2 separate regions of the Mus musculus genome follow, and region 1 is linked to region 2. Evidence: chromatin contacts called from public promoter capture Hi-C data. All regions are on one chromosome and are shown on one strand. Each heading gives the region's core, a stretch centred on a gene start, on an enhancer-like site or on the middle of the called end of the contact. The rest is flanking DNA. Distances are from core to core; before and after follow the strand shown.

Region 1 (3,790 bases), core at 684-3,183, 190 kb before region 2:
TGTCAGAAGGGACCCCTGGTGTCCTTGCTCTCAGGACTGTGGCCTTTGAAACAGGCTAGGCAGCACATCCTGAGGCCGCGAGGCAGTCTCTGGAGAGGATGCGTCCTGTATTGTTTGCAGTTCCTGGGAGCTGAGCTGCAGTTGGCTCCCTATGGCTGCGAGTGCTTTCCCTGCTGACCCGGCCTCTCAGAGGAGGGAGCTGATGCTCATGGGAAAGATCGCCCAGCAGCCTGGGGGCAAAGCCGTGATCAGTCAGAGCAGAACCCAAGTTCAGCACAGTTACCAAGTGTGACCCTCCAGAGCAGACTTCTGACCCTGCCTAAATGCCGGCCTGCTCAGCTGACGCATGCCTAGAGCACGCTGACTCAGCACAGGAAAAGCCTGTTGGGTGAATTCATAATAAACCAGTTGGGCTTGGGAGTTAGTCGCAGGTAATGGAAGATGAGACATTTCTTTTTCTTCCCTGTGCAGGTGGAGTTAAAGGACAGTGGCACTTCTGGCGTAGCGCAGAGAGTGTTTAAGAATGCTCTCCAGCTGCTTCAGGAAAAAGGACTCGTGTTCCAGAGAGACAGTGGCTCTGATAAGCTGTACTACGTAAGAGACCTGCAGCCTAGTTTCCCCTCATGGCTTCCGTTACAAGTACAGTTAGGCTTAGGAATAGTACCAGTTTCTAAGACAGTGAGTCGGGGTGAAAGCGACCTCTTACCCTTTCACAATGTAACTGTTTCCTCCAGTGAAACAGTCTGACTCTGTAAACCCAGGCTGACCTTGAACTCCTAATCTCCTGGCTCCACCTCTCCACGGCTGGGATTGTAGGTGTGTGCCACTACTCCGGATCCATGCTGCCACTTGAAGCCCAATGGCCGTCTAAATATTTATCTGTACATTGACAGATATACAAGCACGTCCCTATGGCTTTTTTAAGAAAGGAAGGAAGGGTAGGGGAAGGGGGAACGGAAGGGAAGGGAGTAAGAGTGAGTGAGCTATCTTCTAATTGAGAAGGCCTCATCCTCAGAGCTCCTGGTGCAGATGCTGATGCACTGGAGACTGTCCTGTGTCTTCCACCAGCATCCCTGGCCTCTCACACTAAATGCCACTAGCACCTAGTATGTTGTGACAATCAGAAATGCCTTCGGGCATCACCAGATGTCCCACTGCTGTGAAGAGTGCTCCGCACAGCCTGCAGTGCCACCGTCTGTCCCTGTGCCCGTGTGTCCCGGCACCTGCGAGTCTGCCTCACTCTTTCTGACCAGGAGTATTTACCAGAACTTTCTAGCCATTCCTTTGTGACGGACGGACGGACACTACGGTTGTACGACTTTTGCTGTCACAAATAGTGTTTCCTGACTCGATCTGTGTGGCTCTCTGTGTGAATCTGTGTTGGTATTTCCAAGGACGGCTCACGCAGGAGAGCGCCCGGAGCAAAGGACACTTTAGTTAAAGCTTTCAGGTAACTCCAGTCTGCCTCCCTGAAGGCCTTGCTTGCCAGCCTCCCTTCTGAGGAACGGGACGGCTGCTTGCTTGCCTCCATCTTTTCAAGGTAGAAGTCTGCCTCTTGCTGCATGCCTTTGATGTTGGAGGCAGTAAGCTGAGAGAGGACCACTCGTGTCCAGAGCGGAGAAGTGGCTTCAGAATAAGATGAGAGCTCTGGAGACAGGCTGCTGGGCCTGCCTGCTTGCAGACTCGCTAGAGGTCTACTTAGCAGGTCATTTCCTCTGTGGAGAGGCCCAGGTTTTATTTATTTAAGTAGGAGGGGTTTTCCACAGTGTTGAGAGGTAAGCCAGTATAACACAGTGCTGTCCACTCATCCCGGGATGGGAGGGGCCAAGCAGGACATGGCGGCCATTGTCACACTAAGTTCAGCTGGAGCCCTCTTAGAGATTTGTGCCTCCTTCTGTTCTGGGTTGGCTTCTGTGAGGGTCTGTCTGTAGAGAGCAACCCTCCCTGGGAAGCAGCCAGGGCAACTGCAGCTGCCCAGGGCGAGGTGTGGCAGGGTTGGGCACTTCCTCTTGTGAATGAATCACCCTGAGCTGGAAGGGGTAGTCAAACAGGAATAGATCCCACGGCCCCTTCTGTGGCTGACCCCTCCCTTCCACTCATCCCTGATTTGTGGCTTTCCTTTCTCCTGAAGCCCTGCTGGGGACATAGTTACAGCAGAGCCCAGAGCTCTGTTTGCACCCATGGTTGACCTTCACACTAATCTTGTGAGTCCGAAGTCATCAGGTCTCACGGGCGGCCATGGCTGTTTCCTGTACCCAGTTCTTCAGCTGTGTTCCCATGCTTAGACTTGGCTCTTCCTCCTTCCTCTTTCTTCTCTCCTTTTACACACTCCTTCCTTCCTTCCCTCTTCCCCTTTCTTCTCTTCCTCCCTCCCTCCCTCACCTTCTTTTTCTTTTGCTTCCTCTCCCTCCCCCCCTCTCTGCCTCTCTTCCCTCTTCCCTTCCCTCTTCTCCCCTCTCTCTTCTCTAGTGTTATTAAATTTACTGCCTGTAGCTGAGGGTGAAGCCTGCTGCTAGTTGAGAAACATGGTTGTGGGTGTGCCTACAAGAGCAGAGAGCGTTTCTGTAGATAAGCTGGATTCTCTAGCTTGCTGGCTTCCCCATGCCCATTTCTTCTTTAATTCTTCCTTGTGCTTAGAAGAAGAGGAACTAAAGAAATATAAGACAAGAAGGGGACCGAGAGGAAGAAGGCTGGGACAGGGAGGAAACTTTGAACCTGCGGGAGCTCCTTCAAAAACACTGGGCAAGGAAGAGGAGTGTCTGTCTGAGTGGCCACAGTGTAGAAAAGGGCAGTTGCCCCTTCAAGGCACAGGGTTCCAGTTATGCTTTCCCTTCTGGCCCCAACAAACCAGCTCCTGAGAGAGCTGTGTCCTTAGGGGCAGAGCGGAGCTGCAGCGGCCACCACGCATCAGAATCACTGAGGGAGGGCGTATGGGGGAGGCTTGTCGTTGCTATGGGATTTGTAGAACCGCCTCGAAGGCTGGTCTTGAGTTCTGAGTGACACACTGCTGTGTTCTCAAACCACGTTTCCTCTCTGGATTCTCCTTTTAGGTAACCACCAAAGACAAAGACCTGCAGCAGAAGATCTACCACATCATTAAGGAAGACTGTCAGAAACCAAACCGTAAGTGTTTTGTGATGGTGAGCCGGTGCGCCCAGGGTTCCTTCCCTCCTAGACAGAATCAGGATGCTCTGTCCTGACTCAGGAGGGAGACAGCCAGGGCTTCTGTCCTCCGAGACTCATTGTCCTCTCCTCTATGTCGTGTTGCCTGGGCAGAGGAGTCAGCATGTGGGGCTCCTTTAAACAGCCCTGGGGTGTCCGGTCCTGTAGGGATAAGCTGGAGGCCAACCACCAAGCTCTCCCTGAGATTCGGGCACACTGAAGTGAACCACCACGCTCGGCTCTGAGATGCGCTCGCTGCTTCTGGTCCCTGGTTTGTCGCCCATGTTTACCACTGCCTCTGAATGTAATGTCAACATTCACTCTCTTCTCAAACATCAAGGCTTTTCAGTTTCAGGCAGGACGGCTCTTAGACATTACAGTTCATGAATAACGAAATCCAGTCATCTCAAGAAACCCTTGAGTTATAAATGAAATGGCTTAGAAAAATAGTGCCGGTTTGTGGAGTTAGGTCGGCCCCTAGTGGCTGGACACTCAAACTACATCTAGTCTGATAACTCGCATATCAATTCACCCTAATTACAAAGAAAGCATCCGTCTTATCATGAGTCTGTATGAACTTGTGAGTCTTCAAGGTGACCGTCCAGAGCCTGGCTTTTGCAAACATATG
Region 2 (3,805 bases), core at 351-2,850:
TGTTCACCTGGCGCCACCTGTGTGCCAGGTGTCTGAGGATGCAGGTGGGGCAGGGTCCTTCTTAGAGACTAAGAATCAGCGGCACCTGTAGGCCACGTGTGCCGCAGGAATTAAGAATGTGCTCGGTGGCATAGACTCGGGTACTGTCTGTCCCAGCTGAGGAGGCTGCTTCCTCTCGTGACATTCACGTTGCACACGTGCAACACGAGGCTGTGTGGAGCCTACTGTGGGAACTGTGCTGCAGTTGGGTGCTGAGTGTGGACTGACCCCAAGAGGCCCTGATGAGGACTTGCATGAGTGGTGCTGCCGGGACTTGGAGGCTCTCAACTGCTACAGAACTCCTGCCGCTGGCCCCCACGCCCCCATTTGGATCTTGTATTCTCCCTCATTTTTTCACACTTAAGGTCCTCTCGGTGTCTGGCTGCTTTTTAGTTGTGTTACACTTGCACTGACAAGCACTTATATCCCCTAGGGCACAGTCGAGAGGGTGACAGGGGGTGGCGCCTGTCAGCCCAATGCCCAGTCTATTGCTAGCTGGTGCAGAAGCTGCCAACTGTGTGTACAGAGGCGGGGCTGCCCTTCTGCCCAGCTGTTGGGTTGTGCTTCTGCCTGAAATACAATTCTGGCTTCGCAGGGGGCTGCCTGGGGCTTGCCTGTGTGCACTCATGGGGTACACCTCAGCTTCTGAGTCTCCAGAGGGTACGGCTGTGGCTGCAAAGCCCCACATCTGTGAGAGAAAAGTACCAGGCCCATGGGAGGCTCTCCCAGGAGAGCCTCTTTTGATCTCCTAGCATCTTCTGGCCACAGACCCTGAAAGACCCTTCTTCACAAAGGTCACAGAGGTCTAAACAGTGCCTCTCACTTTGGCTGCATATCTGAACCGTGGGACAAGATGGGCTATGCAAAGTGATTCACACTGAGGCCCCACCCATTAAAACTGGCTCTCTGAAGCCTGGGCATGAGAGTTTGGGGATTAAAGGCTCCTGTGACATGTCTAAGCAAAGGGTCATTGTGTCAGAAGGACAGTGTGTGTGTGTGTGTGTGTGTGTGTGTGTGTGTGTGTGTGTAAACAGACCAGAATTCTGTGATTAGAAGAGAGGCGGACTTGAACCTTCGGAAAGTCCATGAGTGTGTGTTTCGGCTGTCTCTATATGAGCTGTGGGAACTACATGTGCCTCTTCAGCTCCTCTCTGAGCCTCTCATTAATTTATGAGGTAAACGGGAAGAGAAGGGCCGTCTCGAGGTGGACTGAAGCCATACCTGCCTGGCATGTGAGTCAGACTCAGTCATGCAGAGGGAGGGGTGTGTCCGAGGGGTGAGGCACCACAAGAGACTGGAAACGCCAGGCCATTTGTATGGCCACACTAGTGGTGTTAAGCCCCAGCCTTCCTGAACATGGGTAGAGGTTTGCATTTGTTTTGGTTCTGAGACAGGTTTCTTGACTGGCAACCCGGGCTAATGTTGAACTCCTTCCTGATTCTCCTGCCTCAGCCACTACTGTGGGAATTACAGACTGACTGGCAACTATATGGTTGTAAGAAATGTACTAGGAATTCCCTCGGGGGTGGAGCGTCTGGGAAGGCTTCCTGAAAGAGGTGATTAGTCATTTTCTGGCTTGTGGATTTGTATAAGGCTAGCAGGGCATACTGTCTTTGGGAGTGTCCACAGTATCAGTTGAAGAGCAGGAAAGATGTGACGGCACATCCAGCCATATACCCTTTAAGCCGAGATGGCACCCAGCCTGTCCATTTGCCAGCTTGGTGCTTGTTTAATGAATGTCACACCAATACAGTGGCCAAACAGGACAAAGAACTGCCTTGCTCCTGGAAGCAGGACTCACAGGCCCTCTCTCTGATACACCCTGGCCTTTGACTCCAAGGCTTTTAAAACTTCCCAGCACTTAAAGACAAGGGGAACCGGGCAGCCTCTGCTGGCTGAGATGGCAGAGAGACCCAGGAAGGCTCCTCTGGAAAGCCTAAAGCTGCTATCTGCCTGGCCCCTGGAGAACCAGGAGGACAGGAATGGAGCCGAACTTGGGGAAAAGTTGGCGTGGGGAGGGAGGGGCGCTCGGCCCGCCAGCGCTGGCGCTGGGACTTTCTTCTTGGGTTTCAAGTAAATAGTCTGGGCCCTCCTCCCATCCCCTGCCTCCGCCCCCAGCTCCTCATTCGACGGGTCTCATGTGTTTCTATTTAAGGGTTGCGAGTAAGCCCTAGTGATTGGCGGCCTCAAAGCCTCTTGACTCTTTGCTGGACCTCGGCTGTGGAGTTCTCTCCCTCTCCCTCCTGAGGGGAGCCCCGCTCCTTTTCTCTCCGGGTTTACAGGCTTGGGGTAGAGGCAGCCAGCCTCCTGGACCTCCCAGCCCTCTCTCTTCTTTCTCGCCCCTGTGTTCTGGCCTCAGCCTTCATGGGCCGCCCACTGTGCTCCTGTGGTCCCGCTCTCACACCCCGGCCAGCCCAAGAGTCTGGAGAGATGGGAGGCCCCGGGCCTCTCAGCAGACTCCCCCATGCCGGCCTGTGACTAACGCTTCGCACGCAGCAGCAGGCTTTTCCCTCAATTTCCTTGGCTTCCGTCTCTGCCTGTCTCTGCCTCTCTCCACCCCCTTCTCCTCCCCCCCCCCCGGCCCCTGGCTCCCCATGTCCCCCGGTCCCCGCGGTGCAGCGGGCCGGTGTGGGGCCTTGCTATATGGCCTGTCCTTGGGGCCCGGCAAGCTGCGAGCCCTGGCTACGGGCTGCTCCGCGGTGCAGAGCTGGCGACCGAGCAGCCTCCCTCGAGGGCGATGGACAGAGGGCGCCCCGGCCGCGGGGCTACAGCCGGCCGCTGGCTCACCGCGTGCTTTCTGCCCTCGCCAGGTGCCGACACCAACGCCGAGCCCATGATCCTGGAACAGTACGTGGTGGTGTCCAACTATAAGAAACAAGAGAACTCGGAGCTGAGCCTCCAGGCCGGGGAGGTGGTAGATGTCATCGAGAAGAACGAAAGCGGTGAGTGCGTGTCCACTCCTGGTTCCAGCCTGGCTCCTGGGCCCGGCTGGGTTTTTGTTCCTCTCCTCCTCCCCCCACCTCTGCAGCTATACGTTATTTCCATCTGGCAGGGAGAGGGAGAGGGCCGAAGAGTCTGAAGTTCCCCTGTTGGTTTGGGCTGCAGGCCAGCAGTTTGCCTGGTGGTGGAAGAATGTCTCCCTGGCTCGAGGCTAATTAGCTGGCTTGTGCTAATGCAAGGCCAAGGTGGTATGGAAGCATCCCTCCCTCATTCAGGGACTGACCCCGTGCCATCTGAGGCCCAGAGATGGTAGCTTTAGCTCAGAGATGCCCAATGACAGCTTTCCCTGGTCGAGCTGTGTGTCTGCCAGCTAGGATCCAGGCAGGAGTGGGAGGACCCAGCCAGCTGGTGGAGAGGGCAGGCATGACATCACAATAGGTTCCAGAGTCCCCAGACCCCTAGCAAGATGTCTGAGGAAGGGCCAGGCCCTGTGGGAGGTTGGCTAGTGTCTGGCCAGTGAGTGGGTGGTGAGTTTGACCACCTCCTGCTGAGCTGGAAGCCACCAGGACTTGGGAAGAGGGCCCAGGCTCTGGATGAAGCCAGGTCCAGAAGGGGTCCTGCAGCAGGCCACTTTGTCATTAGGAGCTGACAGAGACCATGCCCATGGCTTGGCAGGATCTGCTAGCTCCAGGGTTTTTGCAGAATGGATCAAAATCCCTTGATGCCCTTGGCAAGAAAAGGCACACTCGGCAGATAGAGAAAAGTTAGTCTGTGCGTGTTGCAGGGAGAGTCAAAGGGTCCTTGAAACCACAGCATCCTCTGCTGC

What was found. Capture Hi-C pulls out chosen DNA fragments and counts their contacts.
Region 1: a contact with region 2 is called in a promoter capture Hi-C map of adipose tissue. The contact joins two enhancer-like sites. A contact is called at or near these places in 3 of 115 datasets of contacts at active chromatin or transcription factors (the NIH/3T3 cell line, embryonic stem cells and pancreatic cancer cells) and 4 of 9 other capture datasets (adipose tissue, embryonic stem cells, liver and 1 more).

What each region holds. Positions count from the first base shown.
Region 1 is chr19:47,507,139-47,510,928 of GRCm38.p6, reverse strand. It overlaps Stn1 (STN1, CST complex subunit), which reads left to right. Exons shown (of 10, transcript NM_175360.3): 8 at 472-594; 9 at 3,051-3,123. Among named protein-coding and RNA genes, the nearest start is that of Gm19557, 3.9 kb to the left of the region's middle. Within about 2 kb of position 1,933, at least 212 of the 459 cell types and tissues checked have an H3K27ac peak or open chromatin away from gene starts, as enhancers often do. A contact at or near this core is called in the NIH/3T3 cell line, adipose tissue and pancreatic cancer cells, where this site is marked.
Region 2 is chr19:47,313,211-47,317,015 of GRCm38.p6, reverse strand. It overlaps Sh3pxd2a (SH3 and PX domains 2A), which reads left to right. Exons shown (of 15, transcript NM_008018.4): 8 at 2,850-2,981. Among named protein-coding and RNA genes, the nearest start is that of Gm29834, 28 kb to the right of the region's middle. Within about 2 kb of position 1,600, at least 230 of the 459 cell types and tissues checked have an H3K27ac peak or open chromatin away from gene starts, as enhancers often do. A contact at or near this core is called in the NIH/3T3 cell line, adipose tissue and pancreatic cancer cells, where this site is marked.